Regions from separate parts of the Mus musculus genome. Here all the other regions are linked to region 1. Evidence: chromatin contacts called from public Hi-C, HiChIP or PLAC-seq and promoter capture Hi-C data. All regions are on one chromosome and are shown on one strand. The core of a region is the stretch at or near the end of the contact, and the rest is flanking DNA. Distances in the headings are between cores, read along the strand shown. Region 1 holds the start of Cited2 (Cbp/p300-interacting transactivator, with Glu/Asp-rich carboxy-terminal domain, 2). Region 2 has its middle 320 kb from the start of Gm23892. Region 3 has its middle 350 kb from the start of Gm32283. Region 4 has its middle 330 kb from the start of Gm32283. Region 5 has its middle 190 kb from the start of Gm32283.

Region 1 (3,845 bases), core at 842-3,341:
TTTAGCATATTTGAAAACTTAAGTCTGTACTCGAATGCATAGTTAAAAAAAATGAAGCGAGATGGCAGTTTGTGCAGTAATATCTGCCCTTCAAAGATCATGCAGCCAACAAATGCAATGTTTCCTTTCACTCATGAATCTGAACGCAGCGCAGTCATTTGAAACCATCTACAAAATCCACAAGATTAAGCAGTTTGCCAAGCTTAATATCTAACAGTTGAGCACGGGAGAAAGTGAGGAAATAAAGGAGTAAAAACAAACAACAAAAAAGACCAAGTTAGCTAGATATTTCAACTACATAAGGGAGGTGAATGTCAAGGCTACAAAAAACGAAACAAGAATAGGAAAAAGTGGCAGCAATCTTTTTTTTTTTTAAACCAATTTGTACAAGTTTATAGTTTACTTTGTTTCCAGGTTCTCAACCCTTTCAGGATCTGAAAAGCGAGATACTGCGTCTAAGGGAATGTTTGTTTTTTTGTTTTTTTTTTAATTCACACCGAAGAAGTTGGGGGTGGGGGTGGGGTGGGGAGGGTGATTTCTTTCCGCCTGCGAGGTTAACCGAGTCAACAGCTGACTCTGCTGGGCTGCTGCTTGCACACGAAGTCCGTCATAAAATCAAACTCATTTTGGCCCAGCCAGAGTTCGGGCAGCTCCTTGATGCGGTCCAAACCCATTTCTATCACTAAGGACATAAGCACTTCCTCGTCGATGAAATCAGTGTCTATGACATTGGGCGGCAGCATTGCCGCGGGGACGTGAGCCACCGAGGCGGGCATGGTGCTGCCACCGCCGCTGCCGCCCGCGCTGCTGCCACCCGCGCCGCCCGAGGTGCCGCCGGAGCCGCCGGGGGTGCCGCTGCCACCCGCACCGCCAGGGGTGCTGCTGCCTCCGCTGTGCTTGGGGTTGCAATCTCGGAAGTGCTGGTTTGTCCCGTTCATCTGGTGGCCTGCAGTGGGGTGCAAATCCGGCATGTAGTGGTTGTGGGGGTAGGGGTGATGGTTGAAATACTGGTTGTTGAGCTTCTGCAGCTGCATGCTGGCCGGCAGGGAGCCTCCCTGGCTGGCCACCGGGGGACCCATGAACTGGGAGTTGTTAAACCTGGCGGCCGGGGCCAGAGCGCTCGGGGGGTGCCCCCCGTTCACAGTCCCCGGCCCCATGGCGTGCCTGATGCCGCTCGTGGCATTCATGTTGCCCGCGCCGTAGTGTATGTGCTCGCCCATGAGGGCGTTGAAGGCGTGCTGGGGCTGCTGCTGCTGGTGATGATGCGGGCTCGGGAACTGCCCCATGCCCATGCGGTGGGCAGGGTGGTGGTGCAGCCCGTTGGTGCCGTCGGGGAAGCGCCCGTGGTTCATGGCCATCATATGGTCTGCCATTTCCAGTCCTGAAAGCGAAACGAGCAGACGCTGAGACCCGCGCCACACGTGTCGCCCACCAGAGCGCACCCCACTTCTGTAGCCCCCCGTACCCGCGAGCACGTCTCAAGCTGCAGACCACCACCCCCGAGAGAGCCCACCAGCAGCCCGTGCACCCGAGCTCGCTACCTCGGCGGACCTGCTGCCTGCCGGACCCGCACAGCCTGGCGCTGAGCGACCTGCCCCTTCCCCTAGGATCCGGGAAAGTGTGGCGGGGGGAGGGGGACCGGAGCCCACACCCCCCTGGGTTCCCTGAAGTGGCCTAATAAAGGAAGTGCCCCGGAGCCGGGCCGCGAACTTCAGGCATTCAATCAGCCCTCCTCACCCTGTGGTTGCACATCCTGTTGTTATTCCCCAGCTCCGCCTCACGCTTGTCCCCGGAGCCAGCCCTGCCCTCGGAGGACTAGGCTGGCAGCAGCCCTGGCTAGCTTCGCCCGCCGCGCTCACCTTCCGTCTTTGCGATTTCTGCTCGGAACACCGAAGGCGGGCTCGTCGAGTCCAGGACCGGCTCAGCAGCACATAGAGGGACAGCCGATGGGCTGTGAGGCGCTCGCCGGTGCGAGGTTGGCGCCGAGGTCTTGCAGCAGCCGCTGGAGCAAATTCCGAGCCGTTCCCTTTTCTTTTCCTCCGCTGCCCTAGCCGCTCCGCAAGACCGCCAGGCAGCTGCCAACAATGAGCTGTGTTTCTCCGGGCTTTGGCCACTGTTAATATAAGGATCTCAGGAAGGGCGGAGCGACAGCCTCCCCGGCGGCAAGCGCAAACACACGGATCCCGGAACATCAGCACCCTGGATCGGGTCCTCTGCCGCGTCCGCGAGTCCGCGCTGCACGTGCGCAGCGGCTGCGCGCCCCGGCGCCGCCCAGCAGGTCTCCGGACCGAAGTGGCTTTCTGGCTCCCAAAGGCGAGGTTGTGCCTGCCACCTCAGGGACACGGAGCTAGTCCTCCCGGCCACCCAGTGCACGGAAGCATCTACAGGAGAGGAGCAAGGAGCACTCCCCACCTCCTTCTGGCTAGATCTCCCCACCCCCAGCTCGCTCACCCGGCTTACCTAGTGATCTGCCCTGCCCTCTACAGGAAAAAGGGGTTCGCTCAGCCTCCCTGCCCTGCAGAGTTTTCTTAGGTGCCAAACTCTTCCCAACCTACGAAGAATGGCTATGCTTTCCCGAGTTAGATTTTTAAAGCCCTGGGCCGATCGTGTCCTGTCCTCTGAGCGCGCTTTCCTGAGCCGCGCCTTTGTGTTTGTGTTTGTGGTTTTGTTTTTTTTTATATACAGGCAGCACGTACACCTAACTGAGGTATTTTTCTTAGTGTGGATGCACCCTTTAACTCCCCACCCCTCACCCCCGCTCCGCACCTCCACTCTTTTCAAGGACAGGGGTTGGGGGCGGGGAGCGGCAGCGGCTGCAGGTGGACCGAGCGCGCTCACAGGCCGGGGCGGCTCCACTCCCGGGGTTCTGGAATCCGCTCCGCACTTTACGGCCTGCTCCACGCTCCGGGAGTACGTGTGCTTCTGCTAAGTTTGCGTTTGCAGCTCTTGGTAGCTTTGGCATCCGAGCTGAGGCGTCCCTGCTCTGTAAACAAACTCAGCGATCCTCGTCCCCAGATCCACCTTTTTGCACATACACAGTTACTTGCTTCTGCTGTTGCCCTTGATCCAGGAGGTGGGGGTGTGTGCAAACTTGCACAGCCTCCCTCCGGGCTCTTGCCTGACGGTTTGGGGTTGATTTAGAAGCAAACGGGTTTGTAATTAAGAAATTCGAGGGCTGAGTAAGGCTGCTGCTGCTGCAAAAGGAAAACAGATAGATAGCTTGGTAATCGCTTTGTAAATAAAGTCGTTTTGGAAGTGGGCACGTAGCAGCACGTCCTGTATGGCACAGTGCGCGCACACACGGCTACTAGTCTTCCTTTTCAGTGAAATTGTTCAGTGGAGCAATAGGCGGTGATAATAATAACCTTGCTTGCAGAACGAAGCACAACGAGCCCGATCGCCCATTTGGCTCATTGACTTGCAAATAAAACCCCTAACACTGGTCTGGGCCACTATCCAGTCCTAGCTCTCTTGCTTTGCGAGTTATTTTTCCTACACCAGGATGAGGCTGTTTGGAGCGTGTATCTCTCTCTTTAAGTGGTGAAATCGAGTTTAGCGCTCCGAATAAGGACTTCTGAGTACGGTTGTTTCTTCATAACTCGATGTCCATGGACGACTTCCTGCTGTAAAGAGCCAGTACCCCTCCCCCATCTCGTTTCTTTTTCACCCTTCTAGCTAACAGTCTCTCTCTCTCTCTCTCTCTCTCTCTCTCTCTCTCTCTCTCTCTCTCTCTCTCTCTCTCCTGTATTTCTTGAGAACTGGAAATTCTGATACATTGCCTGCCCCATTCAGTAATTTTTTTTTTTTTGGCATTACTCCTATGTCTTCCCCAAGTTGGTCCCTTT
Region 2 (3,845 bases), core at 487-2,986, 2.4 Mb after region 1:
GATCAAACCAGTGAGCCGCATTTTTAGATCACCTCCACATAAGTTATTGTTCTGAATTCTTGCTCGGTGTTCACTTGACGATAGCTTTTGGCCTGAAAGTATGAATGAAATAAATTAATCCCTTCCTCAAGTTGATTTTAGTTAGAATACCTTTTCAAACCAATAGGAAATCAAACTAGAATACAAGACCATGCCTGTCCTTTGACAATTTCATTTTTATAATTTTTAACATAAAATTTATTATACTCTTGTAGCCAGAGGGTCATCATAAAAATTAAGACAAAACAAAACTGACCAGTTCTTTAAAAGGAAACAGGTAAGCTATTTTGCAGTAACTAACTGGGTTTACCATTTGTATTATCTGAGAATCTAAATGGTCTGTTCATATTTCTATAAAAAGGAGAGAAAACAGAATGGTTAAAAGTGGAAAAGGTAGAATTATTAAAGGATGACAAGGCCAGAGAGCAATTGGGATATTTATGCAACACTATTAAAAATGTTAGCCTATGTACTCAATTCATGCTTTCATGTATCAAAACATAAAGCGTACATGTTATTCAGTATGCCCTTCAGGATATTTTTGTACGTGAATATATACAAAATTTAGAAAGAACACTTATAAAGTATGCTCACAACATCCCTGCTATTACTCTTAGCAAATTGAAATGAGTTCAAAAACGGAATAAATAGTGTGCAGCAAGAATCACTCAATATAATGCAATTCGGGATCCTTAAGGAGCAAGCTACAGTTATAAGCAACAATAGAATTCATGTGACCTGTGCATAAAAATGGAACATGAGGGAAATAAGAACAAAGTCTCCATATTATAAGATAATAGAAAAAAAGAGAGAGAAGATGCTAGGAGACCGGGAGACCATCAAAACATCCCTGAACCCACTTAAAAAGTCAATAAGTCTTGTGTATCCTACATCCAAAATGACAGCCTATGCTGTTTCTAGCTCTGCATCACAGACTTGTTTAAAATGTGCTCAGAGCTTTAAAAGCACTGAAGACAGTATTCACTTCTCACTGATCAACATGTTTTCTTTTCTAAAATCCAACTTGACATTACATTGTAAAACAAAAAAAAAAAAATGAAAATGTAGAGATGATACATTTTCACAAAGAAATAATAGTTTTTAATGAAATGTCTTCTCCTTAGTTCACCTTGTCTATGTAACTATTTTTACTCTTTGGTTATCTGCCACTCTGTCCACAACTCTGATTAGCTGGCAATGATATTTCAGGATAAGATTGTACCTGATCACTGAGATATGTGATCAAGCATCAGCCCAGTGTCTTTGTAAATTATAATTTGTTGACTGTTTTCTGCCCCTACTCTCTTCAATAGCAGAACATCTGTTTGTCTCCTATCTACCTCATATCTATCAGCAAATGGAGCTGTTGGAATAATCAATTGGAAAAGGAAACTACAGTTTTCTGATTCCACCTTAAAACCACACTTCAAGATGCTTCTCTTAGATCTGTTCATCACTTGCTTCTTACTCGACTCTCCATCAGTCCCCTTTCATTTTTTTCCTTTTTATAATATTGAGCCATGCAGAGGACATCATTTACAGAACAGAGAATTCAGTCATATAACATATTGAATATAGATTTAATGTGACTGTCTGTGATTCTGGAGACAAATCTATGAACACAGAACAGCACACAGATTCAGGCATCATCTCACATGCAGTACAGATAGCAGCGTGTACAGGCATGAGGTACTGACAAATAGGCAGAAGAAATTTGGGGGTAGCACCGACACTAACAACTGGGCAATGCTGGGGAATTATCTTAGAATCATATCTGAAAACCCAGAAATTATCTGGGGAATCTCAGTTTGTCAGAGACACAGCTTTGTGCTCACCTCATCTTCTCATTGACCATTATACAGTGTGTGCCTTTTCTTTACTTTTTTCTTTTCTTTTTTTTTTTTTTTTTTAATTATGTCACCAACTGCCCTTCCTCTGTCTTTGAGTTTGGAACTACCTGTGACACAATCTGTAATCTAAAGGAACAACACTGCATTCAGCTAGATACTCTCAAACTATAGAGAATCTAGAATCAGGAAACATTTCTACCTAGCGTATGTCTAACTTAAACCCTATTTTCCCCTATTTTCTTAAAGGCAAAAACAAAGAACAGAAGCCGACCTTGCACACATTCAATGCTATGGTCAACGGCTGGGGCTGGGTAAAGGATACATTTTCCCTGTGATTGTTCACATTTTCTGCTGTTCCTCATGTAAGTGAACACAGCAGCCAGATGCTTTTGGGGGACACCACTCCATGGTGGCCTGCTGCAGTTTTAATGCTAGAGCTAGATTCATGTGCTGAGGTCTTTCTGTCCTCCCCAGAGCCACCAAGACAAGAGCAGGAGGTTTCAACTTTCACCTTCAGCAGCTCTTCCTCCTTGGCACACTCGCCAGGAAAGGGAAGTCTGTGTGGGGGTGTGGAGCTTTTCCTCAGATTAACATGTTTCTGGCTGCTGACAAAATTAGATAAATAAATAAATAAATAAATAAATAAATAAATAAATAAATAAATGAAACATCATCAAAGAAAATAGCTTTATTGCACGGATCATCAATAAAGGGAATGGATTTTTGAACACCAGCAAGCCCACCCCTTTGGGCTTCAGAAGTCACCTCTTCCTTACATAAAGCATTCATTACCTTACCTCTGAAAATGATTTCTGACGATAACCCGGATATGAAAATTAGGAACCAGCCAGAAAGCATTTCCTCTCCTGTGTGGTGCCAGTTGCCCCCTCTGCGTCTTCTCATTTATCCTGGCAGTGGTTTGTCTCTTTGCCTTTAAAAGTTAAGTCCACCTTCATCGCACACTGTAGAAAGAAGTGAAATTAAACTGCAGTGTGTTCTAGAGGAGAAAATCTACTTTATTCATCTCTCAGCCCTACTTTAACTTACACTGACCTAATTACAGCCCACACCAGGAGAGGCTGAGTTAGCAGAAGGAGCGCTTCTGCCACCTAGTGGTCAGTTCTCTGAACTGTGAGCTGAGACCTGACCTTTTTTTTTTTTTTTTACTTTATTTTTGAAAGGTCTGGCACAGAAGTGCAAATGACCTTCTCTGGTATCTGCATGAATGCTAACGATCAGCCTCCTCCCCACCCCCCACCACCACTCAGCTTCTTCGGAAGGTCTAAGGCGTAATGTTTTTCTAAACAACTTCATCTAGAGAAAGTTGAATTAATGCCTCCTCCGATGTACGGTAGCTTTAGAAGCATTTTATTAAGACTGTATTATATGACATTTCATGAAGATGAAATTGAAAATCATAATGCAAATATTAATACTACTGAAAGCAACATTTGATATACTATGTGTTGAACTGAATACTTAAAGGTCTTACAATCCTCCTCACTAAATCAATTACCCTCCCTCCCAGCAACCACACAGTTTTGCTAGCTGAATGATTTCTCTGAAGCTCCAGGCTTGTTGGTTTGCTTCTGGGAGTGGTAGTAGACGTTTAAGAATGCTTCGTGTTCTCTCTCTCTCTCTCTCTCTCTCTCTCTCTCTCTCTCTCTCTCTCTCTTCTGGCTTCATTAACGAGTTATTGATTCGTAACTTGAAAGAAAAACTTGGATGAAAAATGTAGCCAGCCTGAATCACCGATGCTAATTAAGACCCGAGGAGGAAAGGGGATAAAAAGGCACTCATGTGCCCAGGCACCAGGGTAGGCAGGCTCCTCCTCTGTCCATTAAGGCAGATATGTGCTGCTCAGCCTGGCCTTCCTTCCCATGCATAAAACAAAGGAAATGTCTGGGTGCAGAGGGCAGTTAATACAGGGATCAGGATGTGAACAATAAGAATCAC
Region 3 (3,845 bases), core at 586-3,085, 2.3 Mb after region 1:
CTAGTGACTAGATAACACTTTGAGTTTAAATAATCTTTCCGTACAAAATTTAAATTTCTGGAAATACATATTACTGCATTAATATGCTTGTAATAACTACCAGAAAATCCCAGTTTTCTTATATGTTATCATTTTTCTTATTAACAACCTGAGGGTAGTTAAGATTAAAAATGGCACAAAATTACAAAACAATTGAGAGTCAATGTTTATTTATTATTTATTTCTATTTCCTTTATATTGACATTCAAAATTTCACTAAAAATACTCTCTCTGTGTATATGTCTCTCTCTATGTCTGTCTCTGTATATGTAAATACATTAAAATAAGCATGAGCATGATAAACCAATTTTTTTCATTTTTATTCAGGTATTATAAAGTTCTCTTTTTTAACTCATTTCTTTATTTTATTAGATATTCTTTTATTTACATTTCAAATGCTATCTCGAAAGTTCCCTATACCCTCCCCCTGCCCTGCTCCCCTACCCACCCACTCCTACTTCTTGGCCCGGGTGTTCCCCTGTACTGGGACATAGAAAGTTTGCAAGACCAAGGGGCCTCTCTTCCCTTTGATGGCCGACTAGGCCATCTTCTGCTACATATGCAGCTAGAGACACGAGCTCTGGGGGTACTGGTTAGTTCATATTGTTCCACCTATAGTGTTGCAGACCCCTTCAGCTCCTTGGGTACTTTCTCTAGCTCCTCCATTGGGGGCCCTGTGTTCTATCCTATAGATGACTGTGAGCATCCACTTCTGTATTGGCTAGATCAAGTGTGGCTAAGATAAACCAATTTTATCTCATTTGTCCACTCAATTTCCATCCTCTAAACTCCAAATGTTCAGTGTAAAAGTTTCCTTTTCTAACCATCAGCTGCACTAACATCTTCTTGTCCATGCTAATGAAAGGAGGATATAAGAGAAAAGGCTTTGTGGTGGCTGCTATTTTGTTTTGTCTTGAAAAGCATACACAACAGTTCACAGACCCCAGGTCAACAAATTCTAGCAACTTCATCTTTTTGACACATGAGACCTTTTTAGAATGAATCAACATTAAATTCCAGAAAATAATGCGGGTGTCTGTTAATAATTCCATTTATGGAAGCTTTTTTAATTCATAAAAGCAAGGTCAACATTTCCACACTGCTCTACAAATTATAAATCTGTCTTGAGTAAATGAATCAGAGACACACAGCATCCTCAGCAGTTGCTAGTATCGCAGTGTGGACACGAGGAGAGGACAAGACTGTGAAATGTAGTTCTGAAGCAAGCAACTGACAGCTCCTGCAAATGAAGGGAAAAATGTTAAAACAATAAGCAAAAGAGAAACAATTACTGGCTCATTACAAACATGTCATATTGCATTCTTTATTTTGATTGTGGAAAATTAGCCATTGACTACCAGGAACAATTGATTTTCCTTCACAGCTGTTTTTTAATTACATCTGAACACAGAAAAATTCTAGTGCAGCCATTCAGCTGTTCAAAGGGAATTTTCTTTTATTGTTGTTGCTGTGCTATGAGCTTTGCCCAGCAGTATGACTAACCAGAGTTTGAGACTCCACTGTGTGTTGATAGTGTTTGGATTAATAGCCATGTTTTTCATGCATGTTATAAGACCTGGAATATTTTAAATCACACAAGGCTGGAGTAGCTGTGCATGTTGTTTAGCCAGATGTTATTTCAAAGCTTTCTCTTCTTTTTAAATCATGACATCAAAACAAGGAAAAAATAATAAAGATATCTTAACCCATAAATCCGTTTCTAAGTCACTGTATAGTCTTCAATTGCATCTATTTTTGTCGCTGTGGTTTCTGATGAGAGCTTTGGCACAGCCTTGTTGGAAGGGTGGAGGGTGATGAGCAGTTTCCTGTCAGTTGATTCTGTGGGTAAATTCTAAGCAAAGAGCATGCGGATTATTAACAGGCAGGATTCCAAGGTTTCAGAGAAGCAATTGAAAATTTGGATGCCTCTCCTAACTCTTCAGAATTTCCTCCAACATAATTTCAGTTTTAAAATGAAGCCAGAAATGTGAAACACGCCCTTGGGACTTCTTTAGGACTTGTGGTTAGTGAGAGCATTCTCGAAACATAGTTCAGCTGTGGCCTTCAGAGTTTAGAAGTGCTGATTAATCGTTCCTGTAATTTATATAAAATCAGAAACATTAATAAAATTCTACTTAAATTTACAGAAAAAAATGTCAAATAACTATATATTTTCCCAGTGTCACAACTTAAAAATAACCATTTGACACTGAAAGTCTGAGCTCTACCAGTAAGGGTTGAAATTTTTGTTGTTATTTATTGAATGTTTGCAGTGTTTGAGACAATTTAGCACATACCTGTTTGACCATGGAAAATTCCCTAGTCTGATAATATCAGTAGTCCTTGTAGTTCTTTAGACAAATTAGTGTGGTTTTAAATGTGTTATTTGCTTTGGAAGATCAAGAGTGTTCTATATCCTATTGTACTTTGATATTCCTATCAACAAGAACTTTATATTGGTAATTATTGAATTAAGGTAAGTTTGGCTTAAGCCTGCCTTAGTATTTCCAATGGTTACATTGTGAAAAATATTCAATATGATTGTATGAACCATGTTAAACTTAATTAAGACAATTGATTTGTCATAATAATGTCATGTAGCCCAGGTTGTCCTGGACCTCACTACATAACTCTGGATAATTTTAATCTTCACCACCTTTTTCCTTCACCTCCTGATTGCTTGGACTTTAGGACATCCCACGCAGCTCTGTGTGTGCTTTGTAATCCTTGATTTATAGATCTCAACTAATCACTATAGCCAAGTTTCATCCTACTTTATGCTGCCATTTGATCGGATCACATTCAAATAAGCAAACTCCACAGTGTACTCAATCAAACTTCTATACTTCCCTCCTCTTCCTTTCCACATAAACTTCCTGATTGTGTTAACAAACCAAGATCTCTTACTTACAGCACTTCAGAAAATTCCATCAGAAACTCCACACATACCCTCAGAAACTTTGTAATAAATGTCTGTTCATTTAAACTGTACTAAGAATAGTTGACTTAAAGTTTTACTTCTAAAACATTTTTACAAATTTCTATTTTCTATCTCTTTTAGTTTTGTGTTTTATAGAGTATAGGAAGTCACACAATACAATATTGAAATGAAATTCTTATACAGTGCAAGCTTTTGTAAATTTTAGCTTTTATTATTTTATATATATGGCTGCATTGTCTGCATGTTTGCATATCATGTGTGTACAGTGCACACAGACCTTAGAAAAGGGAGTGAGATCCACTGTAACTAGAGCTAAATAAGTTGGTTCAACACCATGCTGGTGCTGGGAATAGAAAACAGAATCCTAGTTGAAGTACTAAGTGCCCTGAACTTGCTCAGACCTCCGACATTTGCTTCAACATCTTCCCAGCCTCAATTATTAATACTATAAAAGTTGATATTCTTATTGAGCTTTTAAATAACGAATAGTTTTGGATTAATCAGAAAGAACAATTGAAACTCTGTTTCAAAATGATAAAAGTACATATCTGTGGTGGTTTGAATAAAAATGGCCCCATAGACTCATATATTTAAATGCTTTATCATCAGGGAGTGACATTATATGAGGGAGTGTCCCTTCTGGAGGAAGAGTGTCACTGGAAGTAAGACTGAGGTTTCAAAAGCTCCTGTGATTCCCAGTCTGTCTCTTGGATTATGGATCAGGATGGAACTCTTAACTATTTGTCCAGCACCAGGCCTTCTCTCCACCTTGCTTCCTGCCATGACGATGGACTTAGGGCCCTGAAAAGGGAAGCAAGCCCCCAGTTGAATGTTTTTCTTTATAAGAGGTTCCTTGGCCATAAGG
Region 4 (3,845 bases), core at 996-3,495, 2.3 Mb after region 1:
CATGATATGGACTCACTGATAAGTGGATATTAGCCCAGAAACTTAGAATACCCAAGATACAAGATACAATTTGCAAAACACATGAAACTCAAGAAGAACGAAGACCAAAGTGTGGACACTTTGCCCCTTCTTAAAATTGGGAACAAAACACCCATGGAAGGAGTTACAGAGACAAAGTTTGGAGCTGAGATGAAAGGATGGACCATCTAGAGACTGCCATACCTTGGGATCCATCCCATAATCAGCCTCAAAATTCTGGCTGACACCATTGCATACACTAGCAAGATTTTGCTGAAAGGAGGGGAGGGTATGGGGGAACTTTTGGGATAGCATTGGAAATGTAAATGAAAGAAATGTAAATGAAGAGAATACCTAATTAAAAAAATAGTTTAATAGATGAATAGATTACATGATAAGTAGTCCATACTGAGTGCTTTGTATTTAGATAGAATGCTTTAAGGTACAATATTATTTTAATGCCACTATTTTATATTATGGTTTGCCTACTATTTTAATATTTATAATATCACAGATATGCATAAAACATTTCTAATTCTACATGATGCTGTAGGTGAATGTCTAGTTGATACTGGTCATTATAAAGTTTTATTTAAAAAAATACTTAATTCCTTTGAATGAGCACATTTTCTATAACCACTAGATACTGATAAGTAGTTATTATGAATGTTGCTTTCTTTAAAGCTAATATATTATCTCATTCTACTGAAAGGATTAAGATGTAATTTCATTTACACACCCAGGCTCTCAGTAATCTCTGACATGCTCCACGTTCCCACAGTTATTTAGCAGTATATAGCAACCATTCTTTACACAAATAAGTTTTGTAACTCCCCTTTGCTTGTCAAATTTCTCTTAATTTATTTTTAGGAGTTATTGTGCTTATCATCTTTGAAAATGTCACCACTCTTCAAATGTCAGCTAAAGTCATTACTTAAGATATCTTTTCAGATAACCTAATTTAAATATGAATAAATTCAGATCGCCTTCCTACACAGGACCTTAATGTTGTTCTTCATTTATCACATCTCACATGTGCAGCCTCAGCTCTTTAACATTCACTTTCTATACCAGCGTTTTAGCTCACGTTCTCAGTAAGGAGGAAATTTGTTCACTATTATCTAACCAGAATCTGAATTAGAACCCTGTATAATTTGGGAAAGAGCTTTTTTGCTTGTTTGTTTGTTTGTTTGTTTGTTTTTGTGAATACTTCATGATCATCCAGTACTGTAGTCTATGCTACTGGGAACAAATGGCCCATTATTGTTTCTTTCTCTGATATTGGAACTACTTCAGAATGTTTTGTCATTTATCTGAGCACTGATAAGTATCTTTTTAGACCACAGGTGAAGTCTTGCTGTTGAAAAGACAAGGACCATATATTTGATATGTCCAATAATAGGTACATCCATTATGATTCTGAATTTGGAAACATATAGTGGTGCACTTTGGAAGTGCAGTAGAGGACCAGGTTCAACTTGGATCTTTCTAACTTACAGTGTACAAGGTTTTACGACCTGATTTTAGTATTCCAAATGTTGTTAAATATGACTTTTACTTTGTTAAATGTACCTGGTAGACATGTTTTTATTCTTCAGTAATTTCAGGCCCATGGTATTCTTTGCTGTACTTTATTGATTTTAACAGTACAGTTTGTCAATAGTACTATTGATTTAATAGTACAATTTTTACTTTTTCTAAGTTGATAAGGAAAGAAAATTTAGAAGACATCTCTCTCCCCCCATTTCACTCTTTGCTACAGCACTTATAAAAGATTTATGATAGATACTAGACTGAATAATTAAAAATATACATATAAGCACTAGCGTTGGCCAGGCTTTTCCAAATTTCAGGATCATTTATAAGATTTATTTTATGCATATAGGTGTTTTGTCAGCATGGATTTCTGTACAGTACATGTATGCAGTGCACATGGAAGCCAGAAAAAGATGTCAGATTCTCTGGAATTGAAATCACAGCAGTGATCTTCCATGTAGAAACTGAGAATTTAACCTGGGTCTTTCTGAACGAAAGCCAAATGTTAATAACAGATAGGCCATCTCTCCAGTCCCGAAAATTTTAGTTTTATAAAAAGCAAAAAATAATTAAGTACCTGGCAAAGGACATTGCATAACAAATGTGGCTACAGAATGAGTAGCTTCACTCAGTTTATAAACAGAGAACTCTTGTATTAGCTGTTTTGCAACCATGGTGATACAAATTCCTGTGAATAACAACTCAGAGAGAAAATACTTTGTTTCCTGTTTTTGGATTATGTAGTCATAATGAATGTATGGTAGAGGCTACTCATATGACATTAGGTTAGGAAGAAGAAAGAGCTGTAGCCCTAATGTTAGTCCTCAGTACCCACTTCTCACAACTCTTCCTATTTCCTGAACTTACACAGCTTCTCAAAATCATATTATCAGCCTGGATCATATTACACAGCATTGGAATTGTGGTGTCCAAATCAGAGCTCTATCTGAAAAACTATTAAAATGGTAACAGAGCTGTTTTGTGAATATTATTTCACTGATGTCTAATGTTGCTCATTTTTATTCCAACAAATAAAATATGGCTTAAAGAAATATTAAAGAAACTACATGACTGTTATATGAAAATTATCCTTCCAAGATTTCCCTAAATTAAAATAAATGGAAAGAACATTTTATAATTTACAGATAATATTTTTTCTTTGCAACATATTCTCACCAGTATATGTATGCATTTACCAAATATTGCATTTGCATGTAATTTGTATTTATTTGTATGCATTTTGTATATATCTGTCCTCATTTTGTATGTATTTAGCAATTGGGTTGTATTGGCAGAATGATTATAAATTTACACACCTAATTTACAAACTTGTTTATATCTTGCTAACATTTATTAATAAAGACTTTTCTATCAATGAGTAGTGTGTCTAAATTGATTGAATTTTAGAGAAATAAAAGTTAAAATGCTAAATTTTTAAATGGCATCATTAAAATCAATTCATGTATAATATTTCAAGAGTAGCCACCATTTCATTTTACAGAAAAACTCAAGAGTTTACCCACAGAGAAGTTTTGATTTTGTTCTATTTCGCTTCAGTCATTTGCTCTCAAACTCTCAGGAGCTTCTGAACACAATGCCTTCGACACCTGGGTTTTGTTAGCAGTGCATTATCAGGCAGCAACTTCTGAGCTAACCCCAAGGGTCTGAATTGCACCACATATTGTTCGGTGAGGCTCACAGAACCACATCATATAATACTGTAATTATATTCTTACTGCTGTTGAGGAAATTGAAGGTATAGATCTAGGACTTGAAGTAAACAACTCTCAGGCCACTTATGAACAATCATTGCTCACTGACGAAATGGCTCAGTGAATCAAGCAACAGTGAAGAAAGTCATTATTTGAAAAAAAAACCTGATGAAAAATATACAATTCATTTATTCTATTTTTTCAGAGATGAAACATATGTACATCATTTAATTAAAATTTCACCTAATATATTACATCAAATGTTTCTGTTGACATCGTTAATGCATATCTGTGTATGTGTCATGGCTATAAGATTTGTAAGGTGTTTCTTGTGGGAATGTTCTCTTCATGTCTTAGACTCAAAGAGGAACTTGACTTCAAATGCCTTTGAGTACAGAATTGCATTCAAACTGCTCTATATTATCCAAGACTTCAGCTCTAATTTATTCCTTCTATTGCTAGAGTGAAGAAGACAAGACATCACAAGGAAAACAACGGAATCAATTAACCTGGCCTCAAAGAGACTGAACCTCCAGTCAGAGAGCCTGCATGTGTCTGGCCTAGGCATATATGTTATGG
Region 5 (3,845 bases), core at 545-3,044, 2.2 Mb after region 1:
AGAGGCAGGCGGTTTTCTGAGTTCGAGGCCAGCCTAGTCTACAAAGTGAGTTCCAGGACAGCCAGAGCTACACAGGAGAAACCCTGTCTCGAAAAACAAAAACAAAAACAAAACAAAAAAAAGAATAGCCACAGACCTTCCATTTTGTCCAGGTGATCCCTAGAACCACGTCATGCAGCAAAAAAAAAAAAAAAAAAAAAAAAACCCTTCAGTAGATACAGCCTTTGTGTCTTGGGCTCATAATGAAAACATGAATAAAATTTCCTTATTTTAACCAGTCACTGTCATTCTGCTGTAGCAACAGAAAACTAAGTAAGACACTTACCTTAGACACTGTATTTTATGTGTTTGATGGGGTTTTGTATTAACAAGGAGAATACTTAGTAAATTTCTTAAGACAGAATATAAATGATTTAATGCGTCCTTTACTAATTCCAAGTCAGTGGTGGGGTTGAAAAGAGAGGTGTCTGAAGGTCAAACCCTGGGATGCTTGTATTCCCTGCTCTTCAGATTTTCCTTACCTACGACACTTTTTACTCTCTTGCCAGCTTGTCTTTTAAAAGGTTGTATTTTATGGACTGTGTTAGTTGATATATTCATTATAATACGTAGTATTGCAGCTTTTTGTGATTTAAGAATGCTTCCTATTTCTCTTGCCACTCAGTTGGTCAATAGATAGCTAAGTAAATATTATTTGAAAAATATGAATCATTGTCTGGTTGAAAGTATTGATAAAACGATATAATGTGCCTAGGGAACAATATAAAAGCAATGATGTAAGAGAATTTGATGAAGGCTGGCATCATTGAAATTATCAGAAGCAATGAGCAATACATAGACAAAACATCTTCTAAGGAATTTTAACGAATTGAATGTAAATTTGCAAAGACTGTTATAAATATCCAATGACAAGGTCTCCAATAGTGTTTTCAAGACACGTATAATTAATATGCATTTACTTTTAGATATAAGCTTGATTAGCTATGGCCCACCAATTTTATGAAGAAAAATCTGATGTGCTTTTAAAAATGTTGACTATTTAAAAAACACCACCAAAGAAACACTAAAATCAATGTCTAAGCAAGCAACCGAGTACCTAGTAGCCCTGTCAAGATGATACACAAAGTTTAACCATCACCAAGTCCATCATCATAGTCTAGTGAAAGGTCTTGCAATGTCACTGTTACTTCCTCTACAGACAAGTTAGTCCCATATGTTCTTTTTTTTTTTTAAACTAATAACTTAGTATTCTGTCTGCATTGGTGTGGGGCAATAGACTGTGAGAAGAAGCCTGATAAGGTAGAGCTAAGACTTGAAGCCCTGGGGACCCTGAAGGGACAGTAGGAGCTTAGCCTGCTCTAGACTCCAGGTCCCTGTCAAATAGCCACAGCCCCCCATAGGAAGTATTGTGGCCATCAGTCTCATAGAGGCAGGGCCCACAAGTCCCTCCTCATGTAGACGCGGCATCTCAGGCCAAGCCAAGATGTCAAGACCCAACCCACCCCAAAACTGTATATAAGATCCTATCCAGAAGGAATAAAGGTGTGTGAGAATTACTCTGTCATCTGAGAGCATCTGTCACAGGAGCTGTAACACTGCCTGGGAAGAGAACACTCTCCGAAGCCTTCATCCTCAGTAGCTCCTCTGCATTCAGCTAGCTAACCAGCCTCCCCTCCCCCCACCCCCTAGCTGCTCAGCTCTGCTCTGGGTTCATTGCTGCCAGTGCAGTGTCTCAAGCAACAGAGGCTGTCAGAGCAGCAGCAGCAGTGAGCAAAAGCATTTCCCCCTCCATGCATGAGCCCTTCCCCCTTGGCTTGAACCCTTCCACTGGGCTGGGCCAGAGGTTTTAGCAGAGCCTACCCTGATGTTTGTCTTGTTTCCTCAAGCATTTCTTTTGGTTCTCTCTCTCCCCCTCCCCCCTCTTTCATTCTCTCCTTTGAAAGCTTGACAGGGTATGATGTATAAGACACAAGTGTGAGTCTTCATTCCAGTCTGCCTAGGAATTAGTCTGTGTGTGAGGGTTGCCTCATGCATGCTCATTCCCTGACAGTCTTAGCAGCGGCAACTAGTGGCCTGATTTTCGTCTCCCTGGCTTTCTGCTCTGGTTCTTTAGGCACCTTGCTCCCCTGTACACCCTCTGTACCAGTTGCTTCCTCTGATATTGTTCTGTTTTTGTCAGGGAGTTTGTAGGAGGGAAGCAGCATCCCAGCTTATGGTCACATTCTGTATTTTAATGAGACTCTATTGGGCTGTAGTTCTCCTAAGATTTTCTTAGCTTGTGCCCTTATTATAGCGCACTAGGCTTTAAGTGCTAGAGTTAGGTGATTGCCTGTCAAAACCTGTGTGCTGGGAAATAATAACTTGTTATGAATTCCTTATATAATCCAATAAGGCTTCCTTTCACTGTCTTGTGGTACATGAGGGACTTATCTATTTGGCTCTTTACTATAAGAATCTATTGGGATATCTTGTGAATGAAAACATGGCACAATCTAAAATAACTATGGCATTCAGATAGGTTTAGTAGCCTGTTCCTGAGCAAAATTTGAGTGTCAGAAAAATACTTGTTTTGATGATTGTTTATACTTTTATGTAAAAATCTTTATTCTGGAAAAAGTGATTAACACGTAAAGAAACTTAATAAGCACACACAGGTGAAAAAGAGCATGTCCATGAAGAGCAGGTGAGGAATCTTTGAAGCTAGCGTGGCTGGCACATGAGCAAATACATCACTGCAGATTTCTGGCTCTGGCTGTACTTTGTATTGTGACACTGACCATGAACAAGATCAGCTTCGATGGAGTCAGTAAACTGTCTAGAGAGAATTACACAATGATGAGAATTTTAAAAATTCCAAGTTCTATATAATTAGTAGGCAAAAATGATTGCTTTCAAGTAAGAATTTTATTTTTACATTCTAAATTATTTCAGTCTATGAGAAGTCTGCTTTGATTTTTAACTTCAAAGAATGATCTGTCTCTCATTAAGCGACATCTAAAGGTAACTCTGACCTTTGTAGTTCAGTTTAATGGGCTATAATGTCCTCTGCTTGGATATGTGACCTGTAGACACCAAGCATTCCTTTAAACACTTGGAAACAAATTTAAACATTTAGATTTCATTTGTTGGACAAATATTCAATTGTAACATGTTACTGACTTCTAAAAGAAAATATTCTTCCCTACTACATGTTTTATGTTCTGTGGTTTCTCTAAACGTTTGTCAAACTAAGTAAAATTATATTTAAATGGAATATCTCTGAAGTAGTTGTTCTGTTTTTGTCAGGGAGTTTGTAGGAGGGAAGCAGTGTCCCATCTTATGGTCACATTCTGTATTTTAATGAGACTCTATTGGGCTGTAGTTCTCCTAAGATTTTCTTAGCTTATGCCCTTATTATAGCGCACTAAGCTTTAAGTGCTAGAGTGAATCTAGAAATTTTGATTAAATAAAATCATAGAATAAAACCTAAACATTGCTGTAGCTGTCTCTAAGTTGCCTACCTGATAGGAATAACAAATATATCTTAACATGGATTGAGCAAATAAAGAAAGAAAACACCTCTTATAAATATAAATTACAGTATAGTTAAAGGGCAGAAGAGAGTTATAAAGAATGTTATGTCTTGGGCAACTGAGTATATATATAAAGATTAATTTTTGTTCATTGAGAAGTTTCTATCGATAGTCATTTGGCTCCATAACTGAAGGCTGTGCTCAGCAAATCATAGAAAAATTACACAAGAAAAATAAAGGTGTCTTTATATCCTGTCTTCCTAGAAGAGTGGGGCAGCCACACGCTGGAATGCCTCAAGTCCTCCTATCTGAGCCCAAACTCTAAGTAATGTA

The links. Promoter capture Hi-C pulls out the DNA fragments that hold promoters and counts their contacts. Hi-C and Micro-C count contacts between places; a contact is called where the count stands out from the background. HiChIP or PLAC-seq counts read pairs in DNA pulled down with a chosen protein or histone mark.
Region 2: a contact with region 1 is called in a Hi-C map of neural stem cells, with 7 times the contacts expected there. The contact joins the enhancer-like site here to the promoter of Cited2 in region 1. A contact is called at or near these places in 12 of 39 promoter capture datasets (the 3T3-L1 cell line, the C10 cell line, cranial neural crest and 7 more), 5 of 15 datasets of contacts at CTCF or cohesin (the NIH/3T3 cell line, hippocampal excitatory neurons, large pre-B cells and 2 more), 117 of 484 Hi-C or Micro-C datasets (the 63-12 cell line, the AML12 cell line, the AtT-20 cell line and 71 more), 44 of 115 datasets of contacts at active chromatin or transcription factors (the 230-238 cell line, DN3 thymocytes, the NIH/3T3 cell line and 35 more) and 2 of 9 other capture datasets (adipose tissue and embryonic stem cells).
Region 3: a contact with region 1 is called in a Hi-C map of embryonic fibroblasts, with 5 times the contacts expected there. The contact joins the enhancer-like site here to the promoter of Cited2 in region 1. A contact is called at or near these places in 7 of 39 promoter capture datasets (the 3T3-L1 cell line, the C10 cell line, frontonasal cranial neural crest and 3 more), 4 of 484 Hi-C or Micro-C datasets (the C2C12 cell line, embryonic fibroblasts, myocytes and 1 more) and 11 of 115 datasets of contacts at active chromatin or transcription factors (the 230-238 cell line, DN3 thymocytes, VIP interneurons and 8 more).
Region 4: a contact with region 1 is called in an H3K4me3 HiChIP or PLAC-seq map of bone marrow-derived macrophages, with 9 times the contacts expected there. The contact joins the enhancer-like site here to the promoter of Cited2 in region 1. A contact is called at or near these places in 4 of 39 promoter capture datasets (cranial neural crest, embryonic stem cells, frontonasal cranial neural crest and 1 more) and 11 of 115 datasets of contacts at active chromatin or transcription factors (the 230-238 cell line, the NIH/3T3 cell line, astrocytes and 8 more).
Region 5: a contact with region 1 is called in a promoter capture Hi-C map of second pharyngeal arch cranial neural crest, with 12 times the contacts expected there. The contact joins the enhancer-like site here to the promoter of Cited2 in region 1. A contact is called at or near these places in 6 of 39 promoter capture datasets (cranial neural crest, frontonasal cranial neural crest, hippocampal neurons and 2 more) and 11 of 115 datasets of contacts at active chromatin or transcription factors (the NIH/3T3 cell line, T-cell acute lymphoblastic leukemia, acute myeloid leukemia and 8 more).

Annotation. Positions count from the first base shown.
Region 1 is chr10:17,721,474-17,725,318 of GRCm38.p6, reverse strand. It overlaps Cited2 (Cbp/p300-interacting transactivator, with Glu/Asp-rich carboxy-terminal domain, 2), which reads right to left and starts at 2,091. Exons shown (of 2, transcript NM_010828.3): 1 at 1,860-2,091; 2 at 1-1,381. The coding sequence starts at 1,373. The coding sequence ends at 564.
Region 2 is chr10:15,299,407-15,303,251 of GRCm38.p6, reverse strand. No RefSeq gene overlaps it. Among named protein-coding and RNA genes, the nearest start is that of Gm23892, 320 kb to the right of the region's middle. Within about 2 kb of position 1,736, at least 69 of the 459 cell types and tissues checked have an H3K27ac peak or open chromatin away from gene starts, as enhancers often do. A contact at or near this core is called in the AtT-20 cell line, the C2C12 cell line, the G1E-ER4 cell line and 24 more, where this site is marked.
Region 3 is chr10:15,390,276-15,394,120 of GRCm38.p6, reverse strand. No RefSeq gene overlaps it. Among named protein-coding and RNA genes, the nearest start is that of Gm32283, 350 kb to the left of the region's middle. Within about 2 kb of position 1,835, at least 57 of the 459 cell types and tissues checked have an H3K27ac peak or open chromatin away from gene starts, as enhancers often do. A contact at or near this core is called in the 230-238 cell line, the C2C12 cell line, VIP interneurons and 5 more, where this site is marked.
Region 4 is chr10:15,409,256-15,413,100 of GRCm38.p6, reverse strand. No RefSeq gene overlaps it. Among named protein-coding and RNA genes, the nearest start is that of Gm32283, 330 kb to the left of the region's middle. Within about 2 kb of position 2,245, at least 5 of the 459 cell types and tissues checked have an H3K27ac peak or open chromatin away from gene starts, as enhancers often do. A contact at or near this core is called in bone marrow-derived macrophages, where this site is marked.
Region 5 is chr10:15,551,775-15,555,619 of GRCm38.p6, reverse strand. It overlaps the pseudogene Gm46188. Among named protein-coding and RNA genes, the nearest start is that of Gm32283, 190 kb to the left of the region's middle. Within about 2 kb of position 1,794, at least 9 of the 459 cell types and tissues checked have an H3K27ac peak or open chromatin away from gene starts, as enhancers often do. A contact at or near this core is called in second pharyngeal arch cranial neural crest, where this site is marked.